Regions from separate parts of the Mus musculus genome. Here regions 1 and 3 are each linked to region 2. Evidence: chromatin contacts called from public HiChIP or PLAC-seq and promoter capture Hi-C data. All regions are on one chromosome and are shown on one strand. Each heading gives the region's core, a stretch centred on a gene start, on an enhancer-like site or on the middle of the called end of the contact. The rest is flanking DNA. Distances are from core to core; before and after follow the strand shown.

Region 1 (3,410 bases), core at 536-3,035, 640 kb after region 2:
CAATTGGTAGGGTTTTTAAAAACTATTTTTTAAAGATTTATTTATTATTTTATGTAAATACACTGTAGCTGTCTTCACACACTCCAGAAGAGGATCTCTTTAAGATCTCTTTACGGATGGTTGTGAGCCACCATGTGGTTGCTGGGATTTGAACTCTGGACCTTCGGAAGAGCAGTCGGGTGCTCTTACTCACTGAGCCATCTCACCAGCCCCCAAAACTATTTTTTTATATTCTTAACTATGCATATGGGAGAGTTTGTGCACATGAATGCAGTGCCCACAGAGGTTTGAGGTCCCAGATTGCCCCCTGTAGCGGGGTTACAGGGAGTTGAACTCAGGTCTTCAGGAAGAGCAGCGAGTGCTCTTAACTGCTGAGCCATCTCTCCAGCCCCCCAAAATCATTTTTTTTCAAAATCAACATTTTAAAAAATTATAGATGCTACTTTTAAAACATAAAAAGTTACCCCCCCCCCCATAGAAGTTATTGATTGAAAGAAGCCAGTAGCCTGGCATGGGGCTGAGGAGGACTAAAAGCCTCTTAGCTTCTTCCTGTACTTCACAGGACAGGAGACACATTGTTCTACAACTCCCAGCATCCTGCTGCAGCAGGCAAGGCAACGATTACTTTACTTATCTTTTTCTTTAGATTTCTATGTGACTGTTTATAGATAGACTGAAGGGTTTACCATTACTTGGTCTCCTTGCTTTGAAAATGCTGGAGAGTTGGCCCAGTGACGAGGCCCCTACTCGATGATGCTCTTTTCCTGGTTCCCCAGTGGCCCTGGCCCTGGCCCAGATTACAGGAGATGGTTCTCCCATAGACACAGACCTCCTGCCCCGGCCCTTTGTATGCATGTGGAGATGTTGGGGTTTTGTTGCTTGCTTGGTTTGGGTTTTTAGAGATAAGGACCCCTATCAAGTTGCTCTCTGGCTCTGGCTGAGAAATCAGGGCCTGCTTTACACCTCTCTGGTTGCCTAGCATCCAGGAGCTGCCCACAGGTTAACTCCAGGATCTGATTTCACCTGGACTCAGGAACCTTCCAGATTTTCCCCAGGAGCTCTGAGTTTCCACATCAAATAACCTGGCTAGACAGGAACAGGCTAGTCAACAGACAGAGCTGTGGAGACAGGTCCTGTTACATAACCTACCTTAGCTGGCAATGGCTGGGTTGCTCAGAGCTAGTTACTGAATAATTGGGGTGGGGAGGGGATGCAAAGAACAGGCAGGCCTGGGTAGCAAGAGAGAAGAAATCAGAAATCGGATGGCGGGGGTTGGGGGGGTGGGGCCCAGAGGGATGGCTTAGCAGTTAAGAACACAGGCTTGGCTGCTCTCCTCACAATTGTCTGTAACTAGTTTCAGGGAATCCGACATCCATAACACAGACATACTTCACATGCAGGCAGATACCAATGCACATATGATAAATAATTAAAGAGAGAGAGGGGGGCTGGAGAGATGGCTCAGCGGTTAAGAGCATCGACTGTTCTTCCAGAGGTCCTGAGTTCAATTCCCAGCAACCACACAGTGGCTCACAACCATCTGTAATGGGATCCGATACCCTCTTCTGGTGTCTGAAGAGAGCAATAGTATACTCATATACATAAAATAAGTAAATAAATTTTTAAGAAGAAATCAAGTAGTCACTTAACTGTGGAAGAGTTGAAATTATAAGCTGCTTGGTTGTTTTATACTCAGATGGGTGAGGATCCAAATGCTTTGACCTCAAACTGTTGTGACATTACTGTGATACAAACCTGGACTCTAAGGACATCAAACAGTGGCCTGATTGACCGTGCCAAGCCAACCTTGCCTGTACATCTGACCCCTGCTGTCCCTTTATTAATCTCAGCTCTGCTAAACAGAATTCCTCACAATTTTCTCATGATAAGCTGAGAAATAAATCCAGTCTGCCAGCCTCTTACCCAACTCAGAGACGGTGGACTCACTGGTAGAGATGAACACAACTTATTAGATAACAGTAACACTGTACATAGCAAATGTTTTGCTAAAATAAATAAAACATCAAGAAATTTACATACTAAATTGTGATGCTAAAAAAAAATGTTTGACTCTGGCTGGAGAGATGTGGATTTGGTCTAACATTTGTATGTGTTAATTGGGTTCCCAAAATTGCATGATAATCTGCACATAAGATGCCGAGTGTTCTTGCCGCAGTTGGTTTTGATTGATAAAGTTGCCAGTGGCCAATGACTGGGCAGGGAAACAGAGGTGGGGCTTAAGGATTCCCAGGGAAGAGTCAGAGGAAGGAACAGGAGGAGAGAACTGCCATGCCAGGAAAGAAGTAAAGACCAGGCCTTAGAAATGCAGGTTAGGGCTGGAGAGATGGCTCAGCAGTTAAGAGCACAGATTGCTCTTCCAAAGGTCCTGAGTTCAAATCCCAGAGACCACATGGCGGCTCATAACCATCTGTAATGAGATCTGATGCCCTCTTCTGGGATGTCAGAAGACAGCTACAGTGTACTTACATAATAAATAAGTAAATCTTTAAAATAAAAGGAAATGCAGGATAGAGAGACAGCCTCCATGTGACAACCGGGGAAGACAGGCCTCACCCCCAGCCCCCACCCAGGTCTAGGGCAACAAAGATGGAATAGAGTAATAACTGAGGAATATCAGAGGGGGGTGTGTTAGCCACGTGGTTGGGAGTGGCCCAACCATTGAGCCCAGAACATTGGGGCGGGTAGCAAGGAACTACCACTGGTGCCAGGTCGATTTCAGTAGGATTAATTAGTAACTGCAAGAGACATGGCTCAGAGGTTAAGAGCACTGGCTGCTCTTCCAGAGGTCCTGAGTTCATAACCATCTGTAATCAGATCTGCTGCCCTCTTCTGGCCTATAGACATACATTCAGGCAGAACGCTGTATACATAAATAAATAAATCTTTAAAAAATGTTTTTTGACTTAGGGCTGGGGAGATGGCTCAGTGAGTATGAGCACTTACTGTGTTCTTACCGGAGTTTGAATCCCTAGCACCAGTCTTAAAGGCCAGGCATGGCCACTGTGTATCTGTAAACCCAGCACTGTGAGGGGCAGAGGCAGGAGGACCAGTGGAGTTTCTGGTAGCCAGTGAGAAACTGTGTCTCAAGGGAATAGGGTAGAGAGTGTTAGAGTCTAACACCCAATGTACTCTGGACTCCACATGCATGTTTAGAAGTGTGTGCACTTACATATATGTACATACACCCACCCCCCCACCCCGAAACAAATCCCACATACAAGTACACACTTTTGAGCTGGGCTGGAACGATAGCTCTTTGGCAGAGTGCTGACCTAGCATGCATGAGGCCCTGTGTTTAAATCAGGCATGGTGGTGTGTGCCTATAATCCCAGCATTTGGGAGATGAAGGCAGGAGGATCAGAAGTTGTTTTATGAATTCAAGGCTAGCC
Region 2 (3,362 bases), core at 152-2,651:
GTGGGCAGTGTTGCGTGGGCTCTGCAATTTGCTAAAGATGTTTTTGATAAGAGAGATCTAGCCCAGACCAGCACAGAGCCAGGCCCCAGGGTACATGCTGAGTGGATCTCTTAGTCTCAGGATGTCAAGGGCTCCGAAGAGAGAGACCCTGGGCTCAAAGGGTGCTTGGGTAGAGAAAGGGGTGACTCTTGCCCCATCTAAGGCTTGTTTGTTGGGGCTGTTACCTTGAAAACATCCCAGCTCTTCACTGCTTTAGGGATTTATGGGGGGGGGGGGTCATCAGGACCAGAGGCTGGTGAAGCTGCTTGGGGCTTGCAAAGACAGCAAGTACAGCCCTGCTGTGCTGAGGGGTTCCTAGAGAGACCTCAGAGTCCTGACTCTGCCACAGGCCATGTGATCCAAAAGTCCCAATTAAGAGAAGTCTAAGCCCTGGTTGAAGGCACTTATAGTGTCAGGCAGCCAGGCTTGCAGGGTTGTTGGTGGCAGCAGCAAAGCCAGTTGTGACAGGTGGGCAGGTCTCTGGGATAGCTTTGCTCTGGCTCCAGAAACTTTGGCCAGGTTTGCCAGAACAGCCATGCTGAGCTGCAAGGGGCCCCGACTCCCCAGAGTTCCTGATCCGTTTTAATTTTCCGTGTGCTCTGAGCCATTTATTCCAGAAGTGTCTGCTGAGTGCTGCTGAGCCTCAGGCTCCATTCTGGCTGCTCCCCGTGGCTCTCCGCAACAGCACTGCAGGGCCCGGAGGGCTGAGGGGCAGGCTGCTCCCAGCCCAGTTTCTTGGCCTTATCTCTCCAACCCTGCCCTGGGCCCGGGTCCGCTTGCAGCCGAAGTGAAGATGACACCAAGCTACTCTGACCAGAGAGGGGTGGCGGCCCCAGGAGCCTTGCTTGTCAGTGGCCTCTAGCAGATCTCCAACAACCAAGCTTTGTTTGGGGACTGATCTGACCTGGTTCGATGAAGCCTTACTGTTGGCTGCCCAAGACCTCAGGACAGGAAACGGGAGCACGGAAAGCCAATCCTAGCTTCAGGTCGCAGGATGGCCCTTGGACCCGGACCTTCCCTGGCTGGGACCCAAGTCACCAGTCAAACCCTGACCTTCAGCATTGATTGGAATGCTGAAATCAGGGGCAGAGAAGGTCTCTGTGGAGCTGAGGCAACCCATCTGACCCTGGCTTGAGGATCCCGAGGAGAGGACCTATAGGCTTGCCTGCCTCCTGCGTGGCAGTTGGTGGCTGCAGTCTCTGCCACAGTGGTCTTTTCCTCACTCCTCCCAGGGCATGCTCACACTCTGACTCCCCCAGACTACATCTGGAGCAAAGGGTGGGCCACAGCAGCATCAGGAGTCCTGGAGTGTTATACCCAGGTCCTCGCCAGGCCAGGCGTGTTGGGGCAGCAGCTGACTCAGGAGTAGTGGCAACCGTGCTCAGGTTTGAGCTGAGTTCCAGGTGAGCATGGTTACCAGGAAGGGCTGGGCACCAGTGAGCTAGCTGGCTGGCTGCCCGGGGCCTTGAGCTGAGATCAATGGGACTTGCATCCTGGGGCCCTCCTTTCACAACCCTCTTTATAGAGGATCAGATCCCAGCCGGAGGATAAGGCTACTGTAACCCAAGCAACTTGGAAGTGGGTTACATCCAGTGCTTGTCATCTTCCAGCATGCTAGGGACTTGACCGCTGGGCACAGAGGGGTCTGGAGGAGTTATTTGTAAAACTCACTGATAATTAATTCTATATCTTTGGCTCAGTAGAGCAGAGCAGGCGAGTGGCTAGGTAAGGTTAGAGCTGAGGGCTTCTGGGTCATATGGATACTGCAGGGTGCCAGACAAAAGGGCAGTCAGATGTACCAGGGAGCCGGGAGGAATGGTGGCTTCTCACCAGCACTGGCATCGCGCTGCCTCCCTGCTTACAAGGTGTGGTAAAACCTCAGCTATGTCGGATGAGTCACTGGGTGGCAGAGCTTCCTGGTGGCTGCGGGCCGGCCTTAACTGTGGACCTCGGTTGCCTTTATTTTATTTGATTTTTTTCTCCCCTCTGGAAATGCTTTCTGAGACAGACCCTGTATCCATCACTTTCGTTTGTTTGTTTTGCTGTTGTTGCCTGTGGTCGATGTTTTGTGTTGTGGACTTTTCCTTCAGCGATGCAATCAGGAAATGGAACCGGAACATAAAACCCTACCTGTTGTTAGATTCACTTTTATGTCCCTTGCTCTGCTTGTCCCCACAAGTGTGAAATGTATCGTTTAATTATCTGAGCGGCACCTGCTTTCAGGGTTGCATGTCCCTGTCACTCAGGCCCTTTCACCGGGAAGTCACATACCAGGTACGGGTCAAAGCCAGAGCTCTGGCGGCTCTTCAGAGTGGACGTCCTGTGTTTGGTGGCCCCTCACCCGCTTTCCTAGAGGATCTGGCCCACTGATCCGTCTAGACTGTAATGGTGACTCTTTGGCTATTATTATGGCTGTCACCCACAACCAGGAAAGTATGCTCAGGATAGCATTTCATCAAGAGGTATGATGGAGAGAAACTGTCCATCAACCTGCTGAGTGTCCCTGCGCTGGTTTGCTGTTGAGACCAGCTGTCCACCATCTTCATTCCTTGCAGTGACTGGCACACGAGGCTGGCGCAGTGTGATCTCTCCATCCCTGTCACCTCCCGAGCCCATGGGCATGGATCAATGGCTGCAGGTGACAGGCTACCTGGGTCACTTGGCAACCAGGTGTCTGCTGGCTGGTTACTTTGCAGTGATTTCTTCTGGAAGCTTCCTTCCTCTGGCAATCAGGCATAGTTCTCTGGCTTTTCCTGAGCGTTAACATTTTGTTCCTCTGGCCTCAGTCTTTCTCTCATCACCCTGGTCGCTCCTTCCAGGAACTCTCGGCATGGCGGTCCTCTGCCTCCTCCTCTCTATGAGGAATCCCTGTGTGGTAACCCAGTGGCCCCAAGGTGAAGTGAATTACATGTTGGTTCCCTTCCTGTTGCTGTGACAAAGTTCTTAACAAAAGTGTGGGACATGTCATGTTGGTTCACAGTGTGATGGGCCAGTCCGTGTGTGCGTGTGTGTGGGGGGAGGGTCATGATGGAAGCTGGAGCTGGAGGCAGCTGGTCACTCTTCACTCACAGTCAGGAAACAGAGGGGGAGGTAAATGTTGGGGCTCAGCTCCTGTTTCTTTTATGCAGCAGAGAGCTCCAGCCTGTGGGATCATGCTGCCTGCACTCAGGGAGGGTCTTCCCTCCGCCATTAAAGCTCTCTAAAAAAACAATGTCCTAGACACAGGCAGGAAGAGGTACGCCTCCTCTGTGAGACCAAGTCCAGTCACCTTAACAATGAAGATTTGCGATTGCAGACCCATACTCTCAGGCGACTTGGGGTTC
Region 3 (3,455 bases), core at 813-3,312, 990 kb before region 2:
CTGTGTCTCCACCATCTATCACTAGCGTCATACAGAGCACACACTTCTCTCCTGCTCCAGGTGACTGGCAAAGCTCTGTTTCCGGGTGACTCAGAGATTGACCAGCTCTTTCGGATCTTTCGCACCCTGGGGACCCCCAGTGAAGCCACATGGCCCGGAGTCTCCCAGATGCCTGACTATCAGAGTAGCTTCCCCAAATGGAGCAGGAAGGGGCTGGAGGAAATCGTGCCTAGTCTGGGACCAGAAGGCAAGGACCTGCTCCTGGTAGGTACCAATAAACAAGGACAGCATCCTAGCAGCAGCAGAAGGTCCCCTGTTTCAAGCCACCCTCTTATGTAACTAGTCAAGTGAGACTGGACTCCTCTGACCTTTGTAAACACTTGGCTTGTCTCTATATATCCGGTCAGGAGCCGCTCTCCTGATAAATCCAATGTCCACTCTCCCTTTTGAAACTCCTCAAAAGTAGTTAGCTTTGGCTTTGTGCCTTGGCTGTTGTTTTGTGTCTGACTCTCTTGTGGGTTTCCTGCCCCATCTGGGTGGAGCAGTTCTCTGAGCAGAGGCCACACCTCCTCCTGCCTCAGTGTCCCCCATAGCACCTCTCTCACAGGTCAGTCTCCACATAGGACTGGCTGTGCAGGGCAGCTCTTCCCTACCTGTGGACCACTGGCTCCCTACTGATGATGCTTCAGCTGCCTCCTGGGCCTCAGAGCCAGCCCTGTTTGCTCACAAGCATGATGTCCCCATTTCTGGGTTTGCCCATGCTGGGCCAGGGAAGAAAGGGCAGGGCCGCCATCGAGGCCAAAGTGACCTCACCAGAAGGCTATGTGTGCTGCCTAGCAACCTAGCGCCAGCAGGATGGCAGGCACTTCCTGCTAAAGCCACTTTTCCTTCAAATGCTGTTTCCTGGCACCCTGCCTGGGTTATGTGTGTGACTACAGAGAGTGAGCTGCATAGGCCTGCTCTTAGGCTGTTAGCTCCTCCTCCACTTGTTCTGTCTATCCTGCCCCAGCACAAGTGCGCACTCTTTGGACATCTGTTCTCAAGCAGGAGCAGGTGGAACCATGAATCATAGGCCTGGACTCAAAAACTAACTGTTTAACCTCAGTTCTGGGAGCGTCCAGACCTGGCTTAAACGCTGGGGAACTCAGGCTAAGATGGTTCAGTTGGCAACGTGCTTGCCATATAAACATGAGAGCTTGGCTTCAGATCTGCAGAACCACACAAAGCCTGGGGGTAGGGTGGCTCAGTGGGTAAGGCTCTTGAGGCCCAGTCATGGTACCTAAAGCTGAACACAGAAGCAGGAGTCTGTAACTCCACTGCTCCAAGGGCAGGATGGGGGCCTGAGACAGGGGGATCCCTGGAGCTCACAGGTCAGCTAGCCTGGCCTATGCAGTGCTGGCAAACAAAGAGGCCCTATTTGGGGGCTGGAGAGATGGCTGCTCTTGCAGAGTTCAGTTCCCAGCACCCATACCAGGAGTCTCATAGTCAACTCTAATTCCAGTTTGGGGGGAGGGGGGGACCTGCTTTTCAGGCATGGCTCTCCCTCCCCCTGGGACCTGTTGAAGGGACTCCCTCTCTACCCTGATTTCACCCAACAGTCTCTTGTCCTTCCTCCCCCAGCGACTCCTGCAGTATGACCCCAGCCAGCGGATCTCAGCCAAGACTGCCCTGGCCCATCCCTACTTCTCTCCTGGACACTCCCTAGCACCCCAACAATGTACAGCAGGGCGTTCCTCCCGCTGAGAACACGTATGTGGGGCCCACCACCTCACACCCTCGCCAGCTGCCTCCCTCCCTTTCTGCCTTTCTGGGGAAGAACAGACCCTGAGGGGCTTGGGTTCATGTCGTCTACAGGTTGGCAAGTTCCTGTATTGTTTGTTGGATTTAATGGAGCACTTTCGAAAGGCATGCAGGTGCTCCCTGCCCAATTGGGGGCAGGGCACAGAACTCCTCTGAATGACCAGACAGTAGGTGTCAGGTTAGATAAGAGACCCTAGCCCTTCGCCTTCACTGCACAGCTGCAGAGCATGGCCCCTGAGAGAGGGTGCCCTCTGCTGGTCTTTTGGTTTAGGCTGTTGGGAGAGTTGAATTCCAGTTCAGAGGACCTAGTTAAACAGGAGGAGGGGCAGGGCAGTTCTCTGATCCTAAGAGTGGTTACAACACCTGAGGGTGTTCTAAGTAGTCGCGTCATCAAAAATAGGCAGTTGATGTCCTTCTGTGTGACACATGGAAAATAAATGTAACTTCTTCCTGAGCTTTTGGTGTCAATCTTCGTATGGGGGACATGGTCTGACAACAAAGGGAAGCTCTCCACAGAGAGCTAGAGGCAGTTCTGGCAGGAACTGAGGGGCTATGGGGCTTCCAGGGTCTCCTTTCATGACCTTCTGTTTCTCAGGCAGGTGAGCTGGGCACATCTACCCCACACAACACATACTTTGGGGTGGGGGAATCCCCAAGCAGTACTGCTTCTGGGCTCACACCCCAGACACACTGACCCCGCAACCCCAAATGAGAGGAGACTCGGCACAGAGATAATCCATTTATTAGAAGCACGGGGTGGGGAGGAACAACGGAACTTCCCATATTTGGGGACAGAGCCCAACACCACAAACGATTGCGCAGTGAGGTGGACACTCAGGAGGAGGACCCGCTGCCTCGGATTACGCAGCTCCAGGGCAAGGTGACGTGTGCATTCTCCCTCCCCCTCTGCAGAGCCCCTCATCAACGCACACAGGATCTTGGCAGGGTGGGGGAGGCCGCGCGGTAGCAGCGATAGCCTTCTAGCATGGCGGGGAGCAGTAGTAGGCCACTTAGAGGATCTTTGCGGCAGCGCCCCATGGCCTCCTTGTAGCTCAGCCTCTCCTTGGTGATGGGGTCTGTCAGATCCTTCTCGTAGCCGGATTCATCTTGCAGGAGCTGGCCCAGGTCTTCGCTGATCATCCCGCAGAGCACAGCCTGAGGGACGGGGATGCGTCCCGTCCTCTTGGGGTCGATGAGGCCCCCAGTCAGGTGCTGTACCAGCAGGTGGGGAAGCACGCTTTCCTGGGGCATCCAGCCCTTCTGGATGGCCTCACCCACCGACAGCCTCTTCCTGGTGACAGGGTCCTCGATGCCGGTGAAGGCCTTCTGAGCATTGAGCAGCCGTTGAGTGGAGGTGTTCTCAATGAGTCCCCGCTCCACCGCCTTGTGTACGGAGTACCGTTCTCGGCTAAGAAGGTCAACAATGCCTCCCGTGGCTGCCTGGGCCTCCAACAGCTTCTGCCCAGTGATAGGATCCAGCATGTTCTTGGCCACAGCTGCCTTGATGCTACACTTGTTGTCTGTGGTTGTATCGTAGATCCCCGCGATGGGGAAGCTATCCTCAGTGAGCCCAAAAGAGAGGCCTGGGGAGAAGAAGCCGGTACTCTGGGGGCCTGGGGAGCAGACTGGAGACTTGGAGATGATGGACCCAATGG

What was found. Promoter capture Hi-C pulls out the DNA fragments that hold promoters and counts their contacts. HiChIP or PLAC-seq counts read pairs in DNA pulled down with a chosen protein or histone mark.
Region 1: a contact with region 2 is called in a promoter capture Hi-C map of liver, with 2.8 times the contacts expected there. The contact joins two enhancer-like sites. A contact is called at or near these places in 2 of 39 promoter capture datasets (the C10 cell line and liver), 10 of 115 datasets of contacts at active chromatin or transcription factors (astrocytes, craniofacial prominence, embryonic basal ganglia and 7 more) and 1 of 9 other capture datasets (embryonic stem cells).
Region 3: a contact with region 2 is called in an HNF4G HiChIP or PLAC-seq map of pancreatic cancer cells. The contact joins two enhancer-like sites. A contact is called at or near these places in 1 of 115 datasets of contacts at active chromatin or transcription factors (pancreatic cancer cells) and 1 of 9 other capture datasets (embryonic stem cells).

Annotation. Positions count from the first base shown.
Region 1 is chr11:117,844,091-117,847,500 of GRCm38.p6, forward strand. No RefSeq gene overlaps it. Among named protein-coding and RNA genes, the nearest start is that of Birc5, 3.4 kb to the right of the region's middle. Within about 2 kb of position 1,786, at least 17 of the 459 cell types and tissues checked have an H3K27ac peak or open chromatin away from gene starts, as enhancers often do. A contact at or near this core is called in liver, where this site is marked.
Region 2 is chr11:117,203,755-117,207,116 of GRCm38.p6, forward strand. It overlaps a transcript of Septin9 not described here. Among named protein-coding and RNA genes, the nearest start is that of Gm39478, 61 kb to the right of the region's middle. Within about 2 kb of position 1,402, at least 58 of the 459 cell types and tissues checked have an H3K27ac peak or open chromatin away from gene starts, as enhancers often do. A contact at or near this core is called in liver and pancreatic cancer cells, where this site is marked.
Region 3 is chr11:116,218,034-116,221,488 of GRCm38.p6, forward strand. It overlaps Evpl (envoplakin), which reads right to left. Exons shown (of 22, transcript NM_025276.3): 22 at 2,526-3,455. The coding sequence ends at 2,722. It also overlaps the pseudogene Cdk3. Among named protein-coding and RNA genes, the nearest start is that of Gm33250, 5.5 kb to the right of the region's middle. Within about 2 kb of position 2,063, at least 134 of the 459 cell types and tissues checked have an H3K27ac peak or open chromatin away from gene starts, as enhancers often do. A contact at or near this core is called in pancreatic cancer cells, where this site is marked.